Linked DNA regions of Sus scrofa: regions 1, 2 and 4 are each linked to region 3. The links are chromatin contacts, called in public targeted proximity ligation maps. All regions are on one chromosome and are shown on one strand. The core of a region is the stretch at or near the end of the contact, and the rest is flanking DNA. Distances in the headings are between cores, read along the strand shown.

Evidence for each region.
Region 1: a targeted proximity ligation map of alveolar macrophages shows a contact between it and region 3. A contact is called at or near these places in 3 of 5 promoter capture datasets (fetal liver and liver), 4 of 47 Hi-C or Micro-C datasets (embryonic fibroblasts, retroperitoneal adipose tissue, skeletal muscle and 1 more) and 1 of 2 datasets of targeted methods (alveolar macrophages).
Region 2: a targeted proximity ligation map of alveolar macrophages shows a contact between it and region 3. A contact is called at or near these places in 1 of 47 Hi-C or Micro-C datasets (skeletal muscle) and 1 of 2 datasets of targeted methods (alveolar macrophages).
Region 4: a targeted proximity ligation map of alveolar macrophages shows a contact between it and region 3. A contact is called at or near these places in 1 of 47 Hi-C or Micro-C datasets (epiblast stem cells) and 1 of 2 datasets of targeted methods (alveolar macrophages).

Annotation. Positions count from the first base shown.
Region 1 is chr4:111,823,523-111,826,439 of Sscrofa11.1, forward strand. It overlaps VAV3 (guanine nucleotide exchange factor VAV3), which reads left to right and starts at 1,549. Exons shown (of 28, transcript XM_021090110.1): 1 at 1,549-1,843. The coding sequence starts at 1,640.
Region 2 is chr4:111,900,065-111,903,309 of Sscrofa11.1, forward strand. All of the region lies in intron 1 of VAV3 (guanine nucleotide exchange factor VAV3), which reads left to right. Among named protein-coding and RNA genes, the nearest start is that of VAV3, 77 kb to the left of the region's middle.
Region 3 is chr4:111,648,595-111,651,944 of Sscrofa11.1, forward strand. The region is part of intron 1 of LOC106510205 (a long non-coding RNA gene); the gene reads left to right. Among named protein-coding and RNA genes, the nearest start is that of SLC25A24, 70 kb to the left of the region's middle.
Region 4 is chr4:111,871,145-111,874,285 of Sscrofa11.1, forward strand. The region is part of intron 1 of VAV3 (guanine nucleotide exchange factor VAV3); the gene reads left to right. Among named protein-coding and RNA genes, the nearest start is that of VAV3, 48 kb to the left of the region's middle.

The DNA of each region.
Region 1 (2,917 bases), core at 299-2,798, 170 kb after region 3:
GTGCAATCTAGTTTGAACACAAGAGGAAGTGGCTGGGGAAGGATGCCCGTGAGGAAAGGAAATCCTCAGGCTGAGTTATTGTTTAACATTCACCGTGTGCTGCTCTTGTCACAGGCTAGTGGAAAGGCATGCAGTCCCTGTCCTTATCAGAAATACTTTTAAACATAATATTTTGCCCTGCTTATCAAATTAATGTGATTCATAATAGAAAGTTTGAACTACGGAAACGTAAAATTAAAAAATGATGTAAAATCCCAGATTTCATATTTCATTTTTATTTTCAAAATGTAAAAGAATACCTCTCGAAACAGTGACCCAGAATCACATTTACACAGAACGGCAAGAGCTGGATGTGGTAATACCTTGAGAAAAAGAATTCAAACACTATTTTTGGTTTTGAGGGACGGTGGGAGTAAAAGGGGCCAGCGTTGGGCAACCCCCAAAGATTTAAGAAATGCACAGGCGCTGCTCAGCCAGCACTAGAGTTCTGGGGTCCTGTTCCAACTTTCACTACACGTCCCCCAGCTTAGCCCTACCCGTGCCGCTGAAGACTGCTGTTAACTGCTCTCAAACCCCGGCCCGGGGCGCCCACGCATGCGCAGTGTGGCCGCCGGGAACTCCTGGGCGTTTCACAGGCCTATTTCTCTCCCGCAGGTTTTTTGTGCGGTCAGCAAAAGGGCCGGGCCTGCGGCGCCCAACAGTTCCGAACCTGCGACGGGAGAGGGACACCATCTCTAAGTGAAAAATATCTCTTGTTGAAATAGGCTCGGGGTGGGGGGCGGGTTTCTGCAGGCGTCTCCAAACACACGCTTTTAAGGTGCCCAAACAGCTTTAAGAGCAACTAACTTGGAGGAACTGGAATTATCTGCAGGAAGAGAATTTAGCGGGTGGAAGGGTTGCGGGGGCAACGATCTCTAAAACTTTCAGCCTTGCATTCTCAGGATGCTCTGTGCCCTCCCCCCGGGGAGTCCCGATGCCCCAATTAATCCTTCCCTCCTCTCAGATCCTTTAAAAATTGTGCTCGCGGTTTAGGGGGTCCTAACAGGAACCCCCGCAGAATTACAGTGTTCAGATACTCTCTCCCCAAACCGGGAAGGCGTCCCGGTAGAAGATCTTCAGACGCTTGGGGCTGTGTGAGCCTCGCCAACCTGGGGGGGCGGTGGGCGGGAGCGCCGGGATCCCCTCGGCCATCCCGCCCCCGCCTCCTCCCCTCCGCGCCCGGGCCGCCGACCCCAGGCCAGGGCGGCGCGCGCTCTCCCACCCGCGCCTCTGGGGACTCGCAGACGGCAGCGAGACCGGCCGGCGCGCTGGGCATGCTCAGTTGCCCGGCGCCGGGCTCGCGAGTCGGAAGCCTGTGCGCGGCGGTCGCCGCCGAGCCGGCCGGAGCGCACGGAGAGAGCGCTGGACGCGCTGCAGCGGCGGCCGGGCGGCGGCGGACCTCGGCCGGGACCGGAGCCGAACCCCGCGCAAAGCCCCGGATCCACCCGCCCGGGCGCCGGCTCCCTCGCACCGTCGCACCCTCGTTGGGAAGGGGCCCGCCGCGGCTGGCGTTGGCGTCGGCGGGGCGGAGGAACCGCGGCGGCGGCCGCCGCATCCTCGCCGCCTGCCCCGGGCCGGCAGCGTCCGGGAGCCGTCGGGCATGGAGCCGTGGAAGCAGTGCGCACAGTGGCTCATCCACTGCAAGGTGCTGCCCGCCAACCACCGGGTGACCTGGGACTCGGCGCAGGTGTTCGACCTGGCTCAGACCCTCCGCGATGGAGTCCTGCTCTGCCAGCTGCTCAACAACCTCCGGGCGCACTCTATTAACCTGAAGGAGATCAACCTGAGGCCTCAGATGTCCCAGGTAAGGAGGCCGGCGCGGGCGCCTCCGCCTCCAGCCGGCGTCTCCCATTAATCAGCCGGCTAATTTCTTTGTGTAAATGCAAACATCTAGGTGCGCTCAGCGTGCCCTGCCTCGCAGCCTTCTGCTTTGCGGACCACTTCTTGGACCTTGACTTGAGATGGTTTATTAGCTCTTTAGCTGAATGCTAGAGCCCTGCGTCCTGAGATGGTAGGAGGATTTCGTAAGGGCTTTCTGTGAGGCGGGAAAGAACAAGCTGTCTTGGGTGCCCTTCACCTACGTGGGGTGTGTGTGTGTGTGTGTGTGTCGGTGAACAACAAAAGGAATTTGAACCTGCTCTTTTATGGGGACGATGGAGGGGGATGAAGGGCGCTGATGGGGGGTACTTTTGCCTTTAGTCTCTTCTTTTGCTTTGCGTTTCGTCCCCATGTTTTCTTGAAAGAGGAACCATGACATAAATGAGGACTCTAGGAAGTGGAGGGCGTTCTCATACCGTTATCTGTGCGGAATGACACTGGTCAAAAGGAGGAAAAGGGAGCACAGCACAGCGGCTGCCCCCGAAAGCCCCCAGAGCTTGTGGCCAGCTGGCAGGCTACATGGTTATGTTTATAGCTCGACTTAAGCCATGTGGGAAGGAGCGAGTCCAACCTCTCTCAACAGCTACAGGAAACGAGAAGTTTCGCTCCAGATTCCGCTTTCTTTCATTCAGCGCGCTTGCTCAGGTGGTATGGTGTATGGTTGGCTTCTGTGGCTGGAGCCTTTCCTGGAGGTGACTCTTCCAGGGGTTAAAGAAGATTGCAGCTCTGGAAGGCTCTGTGCACTCTTGAGTGCGCCCCAAAGTCACATCGCAGTGGAATGGTAGTTTCTTGGTCCCATCAGAAACTTTTCATGCAGAAAGCTGTTAAACACAATTCAGCAAATCTGTTTGCTCTTTCAGAATGTAAAATACCACTTTCAGCTTAAAAGGGAGAGGAAACAGTTCCCTCTACGACACATTTTAGCACTAATCCTGAGTGATATAGAGCCTCAGCTACTGAGCAACCAGAACAGTGCCTTTTGCAGGGGAACTGACTTCAT
Region 2 (3,245 bases), core at 602-3,101, 250 kb after region 3:
ATGAGCTTAATCATTTCAGTAGTTACATATAACCCACAAGAATACTTCATCATTGAAGACAAGGGAAAAACCCTCTAACTTTTTTTTAATTTAATTTTTTTAAAGGCCGCACTTGTGGCATCTGGAAGTTCCAGGCCAGGGTTGGAATCCAAGCCACAGCTGCAACCTCTACCATAGATGCAGTAATGCTGAATCTTTTAACCCACCTCACCAGCCCTGGGTTGGAACATGTACCTCCACAGAGACCTGACCTGTTGCAGTAGGATCCTAACCCACTGTGCCAGGGTGGGAACTCCAAAGCCCTGTAACTTTAAGTGTTATTAAATCATTATTATTATTATTATTTTCTTTCTATGGCCAGCTGCACCTGTGGCATATGGAAGTTCTCGGGCTAGGGGTTGAATCAGAGTTGCAGCTGCCAGCCTGCACCACAGCCACAGCAACACTGGATCTGAGCCACATCTGCGACCCATACCACAGGTTGTGGCAATGCCGGGTCCTTAACCCACTGAGCAAGGCCAGGGATCGAACCTGCATCCTCATGGACACTGTGTCAGGTTCTTCACCTGCTGAACCACAATGGGACCCCCTGAATTATTATTACATTTTGGATGAAGTAATTAAATTTTTATCCTCTAAAAATGAATTGCAGCCTAGACAATAATCAAAGTGGAAATACTGGCTTTCAGTTTACTGAAAATATAAGGGAGTTGTAGTTTAGTTATTTGAGCACAAAATTGGAGCTGAGAAGCAGTCCTCCTCCATTTCTGGCTTTCTTCCTTGAGTGCTCTTTAGGGTCTTTTTTTTTTTTTTGCTTTTAACTCAGTGAACGTTATTATATTTATAGTTGTACAATGGTCATCACAACTCAATTTTAGAGCATTTCCATCCCAAACCCCCAGCCCATCCCTCCCCACCCCAACCTGTCTCCTTGGGAAACCACACGGTTTTCACAGTCTGAGTCAGTATCTGTACTGCAGAGAAGTTCATTGTATCCTTTTTTTAGATTTAGGGTCTTAATTTATTTATAATAACAGGATCAGAAAAACTGAAGGTATTATGTAGTCCTGAACGGATGCTATGCACGTAACTATTTCAGAATTATTCAGGCAGCATCTGTAGAGGGGATTCTTCATAGAACAATGGTGACGATGCCCTTTCTGTTGGGACCCACCGCCTCTCCAGCGAAAGGGACAAATGAGGTCCCCATACAAATACAAATTCTTCTTTTCCTTCTTTTAAAAAGAAAGTTTTCCAAAAGAGGTAAGATTTAGTTGGCCTAATTTTGCAAGACAGAGGTAGAGAGAGAGACACAGGACAGTCTGGTGAATGGGCCAGACACAGAAAACCAAGGTAAGGGCGAAACTTGATTTATTAGTATTTCCCTTCCATAGCTGCCTCCCTGCCTACTAGTTCTACAAGGCATGATGGTAGCCTTTGGAGAGGGGAGAGGACGACTTAGAATGCCAGGGGTGCTGGGGAGAGGTTGGCTTAAGTCTCAGCTAAGAAGGAAGACTTCTTGGACCTTAATATTTGTAGATGGGCTTCATCACGGTCTCTTTTGTGCCTTTCAACACCGTCAATCAGCTTGTAATGGCCACACTTATAATTCAGATTATGCCAGACGCTTAAATTCAGAGTCTTGCCTTCAAATGGGATAATGAGTATCCCATCAAGAAGCCAAGAAATGAGCCTGGCTCTTGGTGGCTCCTGCGAAAATTGGAGTAAGTCAGCACATCCACGTGGTTGTGAAGCTGTATTAGAAATTGTCCACCTTCCCACAAGATACCCTGTCTCAGATGAGATTGAAATAACTCGTTTCACAACAAGCCGCAGAGGTTTTTCTGTTACGTAGCCTCAGTTAACACCAGTCCATGATTGCTGACAGTTTTAGAGAAGTACAAGAACAAGAAAGGGGAAGCGATCCTATTTGCATTCATAGCATTGAGAAAAGGCAAAATGGTTTCTGCACACATAGAGGAAAAAGGAAGCCATACGCTTAATAAAAGGAGTAGAGGGAAAAGAGAGTCTTGAAGGGTTTTATGGTGAACTTTTTAGCAGCCTGACCTTTAAATGTTTCCTTTCTGTAACATTGATCTCACTAGCCTTCAAGTGGGAACGATGAAGAGGCTGCACCATGAAAAAAGCCACTTGGCCTTGTCTGTTGTGATAGCTACCTGGTTATGAAACATCTTCTAACCTAGAGAGCTCTGGCCTGACGTGTAACTTTCAGGTTGTCTTAGACCTTGACAGTGTTAAGCTTTCTTCTTTTGAAAGTTTTCTGCATCTTTCCTGAGTGTTTTTCTCCACCTTGTAATAAATCAGCCAGCTGTTTATGTATTTCTGAAGGGGCAGAGGGGGTGAGCATGGTGGTTGAAGACTGCTGGCTGCGTCATCAGGATGTGTCACTTGTCACTGGATATACCCTAGAGAGAAGCTCTGCAGTATCTGTCCTCATTGGGCCTTTCCATATGAAGTCAAGAATTCATTGACTCAGGAGTTCCCGTCGTGGTGCAGCGGAAACAAATCCGACTAGGAACCATGAGGTTTCGGGTTCGATCCCTGGCCTTGCCCAGTGAGGATCCAGCGTTGCCGTGAGCTGTGGTGTAAGTCGCAGACGCGGCTTGGATCCCGCATTGCTGTGGTTGTGGTGTAGGCCCGCGGCTATAGCTCCAATTAGACCCCTAACCTGGGGACCTCCGTATGCTGAGGAAGTGGCCCTAAAAGGACAAAGTGACAAAAAAAAAAAAAAAAAAAAAAATCATTGACTCAGTTGGTGGCCCCTTTTCACATACCCTGTTCCCTAACTTGCTAAGTGACCATTTTCAGGGACTACCCACCGCTGCCTGTGCAATACCCCAGGGCAGAGCAGTGGGTATAATTCTCAACCCTTCTTTTCTCCCTCACGCCACTCCCTCCACCCCACTCATATTCAATCAGTTGCCAGGCATTTCTTTTCCATATTTCCTGCCAGAATTCGTTCCCTTGCTCCTTCGACCCTCCTAGTCCAAATCACCCAGTAACTTTTTCATTAAATGACTCTGACAGCTTTCTGTCCTCTTCCTTAGCTACCCTCCTCCTAATCTCCCCTGTAAAGAGAAAAGAAGAACAGTTAATTTTGCACACTGCAAAATGGAGCTAGTGTAACACAGTGGTTAAGGATGTAGACTCTGTAGCCAGACGGTGTGGATATGAATTATGACTCCATTACTTTGGCAAATGCAGTTATGTAAGCTTGGGTGAAC
Region 3 (3,350 bases), core at 312-2,811:
TGTTGAGGGCAAGAGGGCTAAGTGGTCAGAGGGCAGCACCTTCCGTGGGATGCAGTTGAGCCAAAATGCATGGAGGGAGGGGGGGGCCAGAAGTTGAAGTGGAAAGGGAGGGGCACACATATGCCACCTCCCACCCTGTGGAGGGCAAGGGGCACCCTCATGGGGGGGGGAGGTGGGGCGAGGGTGGGGCTGGGGGTGGAGCGGGGAGCTCTATGAAGCTAAGGTGGGCTGGCAGCTGAGGAGGGGGAGAGTTTTAAAAGTGTGGAGACAGAACTGTGAACAGAGGAGACACCTGTCAGTCTCCTTCCTCTGCTATGTGTGTTGGGCAGACGGGGGGGGAAGGTGCTCCTTGAAGCTTATGCTGGCAAGCGTGGCCAGAGGCAGGGCACTGCTTTCTGGCTGTGATGAGGGAGGGATGGCTGGTCCAGACACAACCTGATTCACATTGCTAGGAAAACAGGGGGTCAAGGTACAAACCCCAAAAATGCGAGTGTGGGGGAACCTGGCAACCGGATGGGAGAAATAATGGGATGGACGAGTGTGGGGGGTGGGGGTGGCAGGAGCATCCTGGAGGCAGAGCAATGACCTGCTTTTTTGTGTAGTGACTTTTTAATTCAATCCCAGTGACGTCGAGGGTGGGTGGGTGTGGTTCATTTACAAGGGCAGGAAAAGGATGAGCGGAAGGCTTGGTTTTCAAAGAGGGATGTGTAGCCATTGCAACACAATGACAATAGTAGAAAGAACGAAAGGAAATTACACACTGTACACTACAGAGGCTGTGCCTTTTCAATCAAGAAGAGCCAATTAAGCTGTGCTGTTGTGTAACATCTCATTCATTTGTCATTGAATTACCTCTGGCTGTATGTACTGTTTCCGCGAGGTTAATTTTTATTCCATTATGAAGGAATAAATCAAATCCAGTGAAAGGAAATCTGTCCTCACTGCTATCTACAGGAGGAGGGGCTTGAACCAAAAGTCCTTTTGTGGTTTCGTATTTTTGGTTTCAATTTAATAAAGAAGAGGAGCCTGAGGGATGAGCAAAGAGGCCAGGTTTTGCCTTTTCCCCTTGAAGCCCATAAATAGAATGAAAAGAAGTAGTGAGATGAGACAACGGTGAAGAACCAGAGCACATGAAATGTTGATGGGAAGCACAAGCACCGAGGAGTTGTGGCACCACCGAAAATACAGTGATTAATTCAACACGGTTTTTTTTTTTGATGTTTACATTCAGAACTGTCTCCCCGGGACTTTGCTGGGCATTAGGCATGTGTGAAAATAAATAATATGTAGTTTTTGTTCTCAGAGTCATTGAGAAGGCTGACATGAAACAAGTTTCAATTTAAAGTGATACGTGTCGCAGTGACTTTGTTCGGTGTACAGTGGTAACGACGAAGGCGGTGTTGACAAGGCGCCGTTGGGAAGGTGATGTTTTTGCCTGGGCTTTGAAGGATGAAGAGAATTTAACCACCCTAAGAAGATACGTCAGGGTGGCCTGGAGAGAGGGGACAGCACACGTGAAGGCAAAGAGTCACGAGAGGCTGTGTGTGTTTGGGGAAATGGTATGTTCTGGGTGTGACCGGGGTGTTCCTTGGGGAGAATGGCTAGACACATGGATTAAACCCGAGCTCTGTGCCATGCTAAGGACTCGGGTGGAAAAAGAAACCCATGGGAGGAGTTTCAGAAGGGAGGGACAGGACCTGCCAGAACTTTCCAGAAGAAGGATGGGTTGGAGGGGTGTGACTTGGAGGCAGGTGCACACTGAAGGGAGAGAGATTGCACACTCACCTTTCATCGCTGGGGCCCCAGGGTGTGGTACACGGTTTGGCATATGGTTGGTTCTCAACAGGTGTTGAATACATGCAGGAAGGAAAGACAGGATTACCGAGCTGCGTGGTGCAGGCAGGAGACGGGGAGGAGCACGTGTGGGGATGGCTGTGCCTCTCTTCTGCCCCCGGCCCATCCACACCTCCACGCCTCACAGCCCTGCTGACTCAGAGAAGCAGCGTGCCCGCTAGGGAGACGGAAGAGGAGGGAGCCCTGGAGAGCTGGCATCCTGGAGCCTGGGATGAGAGGGTTTTAAAAAGGAAGGACTGGCCAATGCCATCACAGGCAGCAGAGACAGATCTGCAGGTGTTGCCAGGTCTGAGACCCTGAGCGACTGCAGGGAGGAGAGTTCCCTGGCGTGGCAGCCACAGGCTTCCAGGGCAGTGGGCTGAGGGGTGTGCGGGCGGAAGGAAGAAGAGGGTGTGTGGGTGGACCTTCGCTCAGAAAGTTGTGCTCTGAAGGGAGGGGCCAGCGAGTTTGAGGCAGAGGCAGGATCAAAGGGAAGCTGTTTTATTTTTTTGGTTTTTTGGTTTTTTTGTTTTTTTTTTTTTTTAAGGATGGTAAGTTTCTAAACTTTAGAAAAAGCAGCCGAGAGCAGAGATTAAAGCCAGTGGGTGGAGACAGAAGAAGGGACATGGGTTTGGCTAATAGGGGTAATTAAAATTTTTTAGTTTTAAAATTGAAACCTGCATTTAAACAAATGAATAGAGTTGCCTATTACGGCTCAGCTGGTTAAGGACCCAACAGTCTTCATGAGGATGCTGGTTTGATCCCCGGCCTTGCTTAGTGGGTGAAGGATCCGGCATTGCTGTGGCTGTGGTGTAGGCCAGCAGCTTCAACTCCAATTTGACCCCTAGCCCAGGAACTCCATGTGCCACAGGTATGGCCTTAAACAAACAAACAAAAAAAAAATAGAAAAATAAATATAAAAGAATGCATAGAGGTCAGTAAGGGAAATAGGATGGAGCGGAGGAAAGAAGGCTGGGTGGACGAGAGAAAACCAGGGCTCCCGTCCTCGCTTTGCTTCTGTGTGAGCTTTGCCAAGCTCTGGCTCTGCTCTGAGCCTTTGATCCACCTTTAAAACAGGTGACCCTCTGTCCAATGATCTCTTTCAGCCATAAAACTCTATGATTCAAAGTGGTATAAGTTTGCTAATATATACCTGTAAAAATAAGGCTTTTCCCAAGATTCAGTTTGCCTCAAGGACAACTTAGATATTTTGTTTTTGGAATTTTTGCTTTATATTATCTTTAAGAATAAATAAGATAGCGTGTGAGAAGGAACTTTGGAGACCTAAGAAGAATCACAGCTAAATTTCTATTCATTAATAATCATGCTAATATTCTTGACCCAGAGACCGCTCACATGTTTCTCTCCTTTTTTTTTTTTTTTTTGTATATATTACCCCAGAGTATGAAATCTTAGCAGAAGGGGAACTAAAATTAAATTAGGTCCTTATCTAAAGATTTAGATGCCCTGGTACGAACCTCTCAAGAATAATAAACTAGTAATTTCCCTGTGGATGG
Region 4 (3,141 bases), core at 422-2,921, 220 kb after region 3:
TTCGGGTTCAGTCCCTGGCCTTGCTCAGTGGGTTAAGGATCCAGAAGTTGCCATGAGCTGTTGGTGTAGGTTGCAGATGGCAGTTCAGATCCCGTGTGGCTGTGGCTGTGGTGTAGGCTGGTGGCTACAGCTCTGATCGGACCCCCAGCCTGGGAACCTCCAAAAAAAAAAAAAAAAAAAATGCTGGAAGGTGTACAGTGTCTTCTTTAGATGAAGGAACTGAGGAATGGAGATCCAATAATTTCTTCGGGGTCACATATGATTTTTACCTGCCTCTGTCTCCTCTCCAGATGCTTCTCTTGAAATCTGTACCCGCCCCGACCCCGCCGGCTTCCCAAGCCTGGTGTGAGCCACGTGATGGCGATGAGTCCACCTTAACGTCTCTTCTGGCTTATCGGAAATGACCTCTTTTTTTTTCCCACTCGGGCCTTTGCGGATTTGTGGGTAAAAAACAGGGCAAGGAATTTAGATTTGGAAATGAGCCTGTTGCTGACTGAGGTTTTTTTGCATTTCTTAAAACTTTCCCAATCAGCCTCAGCCTCTGCCTTTGCGACTGTTACCGTGGGCAAAATTTCCTGTGACCTTTAGATCCATGTTAGTCTTCATTTCAGGCCCACTGGATTCAGTTTAAAATTTTTCCTTGGTTCCCCATAGTCTAAAGAATTTCTGCTCTTTTACCACTTGCTGAAGACAATCCCTAATCAGACCCACAGATAATTCCTGCCTTGATACCTGTCTTTATCCTCTTTCTCCCAGCTGAATGCCACCTTTAAACTTTCTGTCCATTAAAAGTAAGAACATTTCCCTTTCTTTAAGGTTTTGAAGTAAGTCCCACTTAAAAAGTTTAGCCCCTTGGTCATGTGCTGGCATCTATGCCTTGTTACCGTTTCACGGGACTGGTTTTGCTTCCTTAGTGAAACCTTGTTTTTAAATGGCTGCACCTGTGGCATATGGATGTTTCCAGGCTAGGGGTGGAAGCAGGGCTGCAGCTGCCGGCCTACACCACAGCCACAGCCAATCTGAGCTGTGTCTGCGACTTACACAACAGCTCATGGCAACACCAGATCCTTAGTCTTTTGAGTGAAGGTGGGGATCAAACCCACATCCTCATGGATACTAGTTGGGTTTGTTACCACTGAGCCACAAGGGGAAACTCCTGAAGGTTTTTATTTATGGAGCCACAGGACCAAATCCTGATGTTTGGGTTTTTGTTTTTCTGTTTCCTACAATGACCAGTGCAGTGCCGGGCCTATAGCTGTGCCTGCCGAGTGCTCACATGTTGGTTGAAGTCACTTTCATTACAGTTTGTGCTTCCTCCTTGTATCAGAATGCCTCAGTGCTCTGTAAACATTCTGGCACCCTGGAGATGGGTGGCTGGAGGAGGGTCTTCTCTGTGAAAATAGAGACATGTCCCATCTGCTCTGTGCAGCACAGGTCACCCAGGGCTCTCGTGTGCGATGAGCTCACTTGCTCCTCACAGTGATACGGAGGGAGATTATTTAATCCTCATTGGAGGCTGATGGCTCTAGGGCTCAAGTAATTTGCCTTTCCAGCCGAAGACTGGAGCTGGGACCCAAAGACGGCTCACGTGAGTCCACTGCACACAGGAGGGACTGGAGCGACCAGACAACACGCTCCATTGGGCAGGGCGTAGGAATGCTGGTTGCACACTCCTGTTGCAACATAAAAGCGAGCTTCTTGTGTCAGCTGCCCTTTGAATCCTTGTATTTCTGATCTGCTGGCTCTGTTGGCACAATCAACTTTGTCTCCTAGTGCTAGAATTTCACTACCAACTAGCTCAATGCTAATCATAAAATTACCAGTATTTATGGTAATTATAAAAATGACCCGTATTTGCTCTTTTTGTTTGTTTTTAGGGCCGCACCTGTGGCATATGGAGGTTCCCAGGCTAGGGGGCACATTGGAGCTAGAGCTGCCAGCCTACCCGACAACCACAGCCATGTAGGATCCGAGCCACATCTGCAACCTACACCACAGCTCACGGCAATGCTGGATCCTTAACTCACTGAGCATGGCCAGGGATCGAACCCACGTCCTCAAGGATACTAGTCAGGTTTGTTACCACTATGGAACTCTGCCGCTATCTGTGTTTATCTTTTTTCTTCATCTTCATCGTCGTCATCGTCATCTCTTTGTGTGTATAGATATTGACATTTATAGTTATTATGTATAAAACAATCTGAAGTCTTAAAAGTTAAATGGAAAAACATCTCATTGCGACAGTTACGCACTTTTCTGTTAGTGCTTCCTTAAGTATCTGCTTTACCTAGGTTGAGAGTTATTGTGGAAGTTTAGTGGCTAACCATGCTGACAGCTTTGGGCTAGAGAATTCATAGAGTATTATCTTGAGACAGAGAGGTCCTTTTGTGCTCTCATATATTTCACTAGGGATGAAAAAAAAAAACCCTGATCATCTTTGGGATCTAGCCTTGGATATTTACAAATACTTTTAAGGTCCAGTGTATTTCCTTCTTTGTATCTCGTGAATTCAGTTTTCGCTGCAGGATAGGAAGACATTTTTCTAGTTATCTGATTAAAATTTGTAGCATTAAAAGTTTCTGTTGCTCAAAAGAAAAAAAAAAAAAGGAGTTCCCATGTGGCTCAGCAGATTAAGGACCCAGCCTTGTCCCTGCAGCAGCTCAGGTCACTGCTGTGGCACAGTTTCAACCCCTGGCTTAGGAATCTGTACATTCCAAGGTGTGACCAAAAATAAAAGTATAAATGAATAAATAATTGTTGCTATTTCTGTGAGTGGTTAGCAGTGTAATTTCATTTTTATACCCTTGGATTTTTATACATCCTAGACACAAGGAAATGCCAAAAGACTAACAAACTGGGTAGCTCACACCGAAGCTGACCTGTGGTCTTCTGACATCTCTCTGTGAATATAGCTCATAAAATTCATCTTAAACATTTCCTTTGCTTCTGGTTTGTGCAGTCAGATGCCAAAATCATTTTTTAAAATGATTAAAATTTTAAATTATTAAAAATAGGAGTTCCCATCGTGGCTCAGCTGGAAACGACTCTGACCAGCATCCATGAAGATGCACGTTCTACCCCTGGCCTTGCTCATTGGGTTAAGGATCTGGCATTGCCATGAGCTGCGGTGTAGGTTGCAGA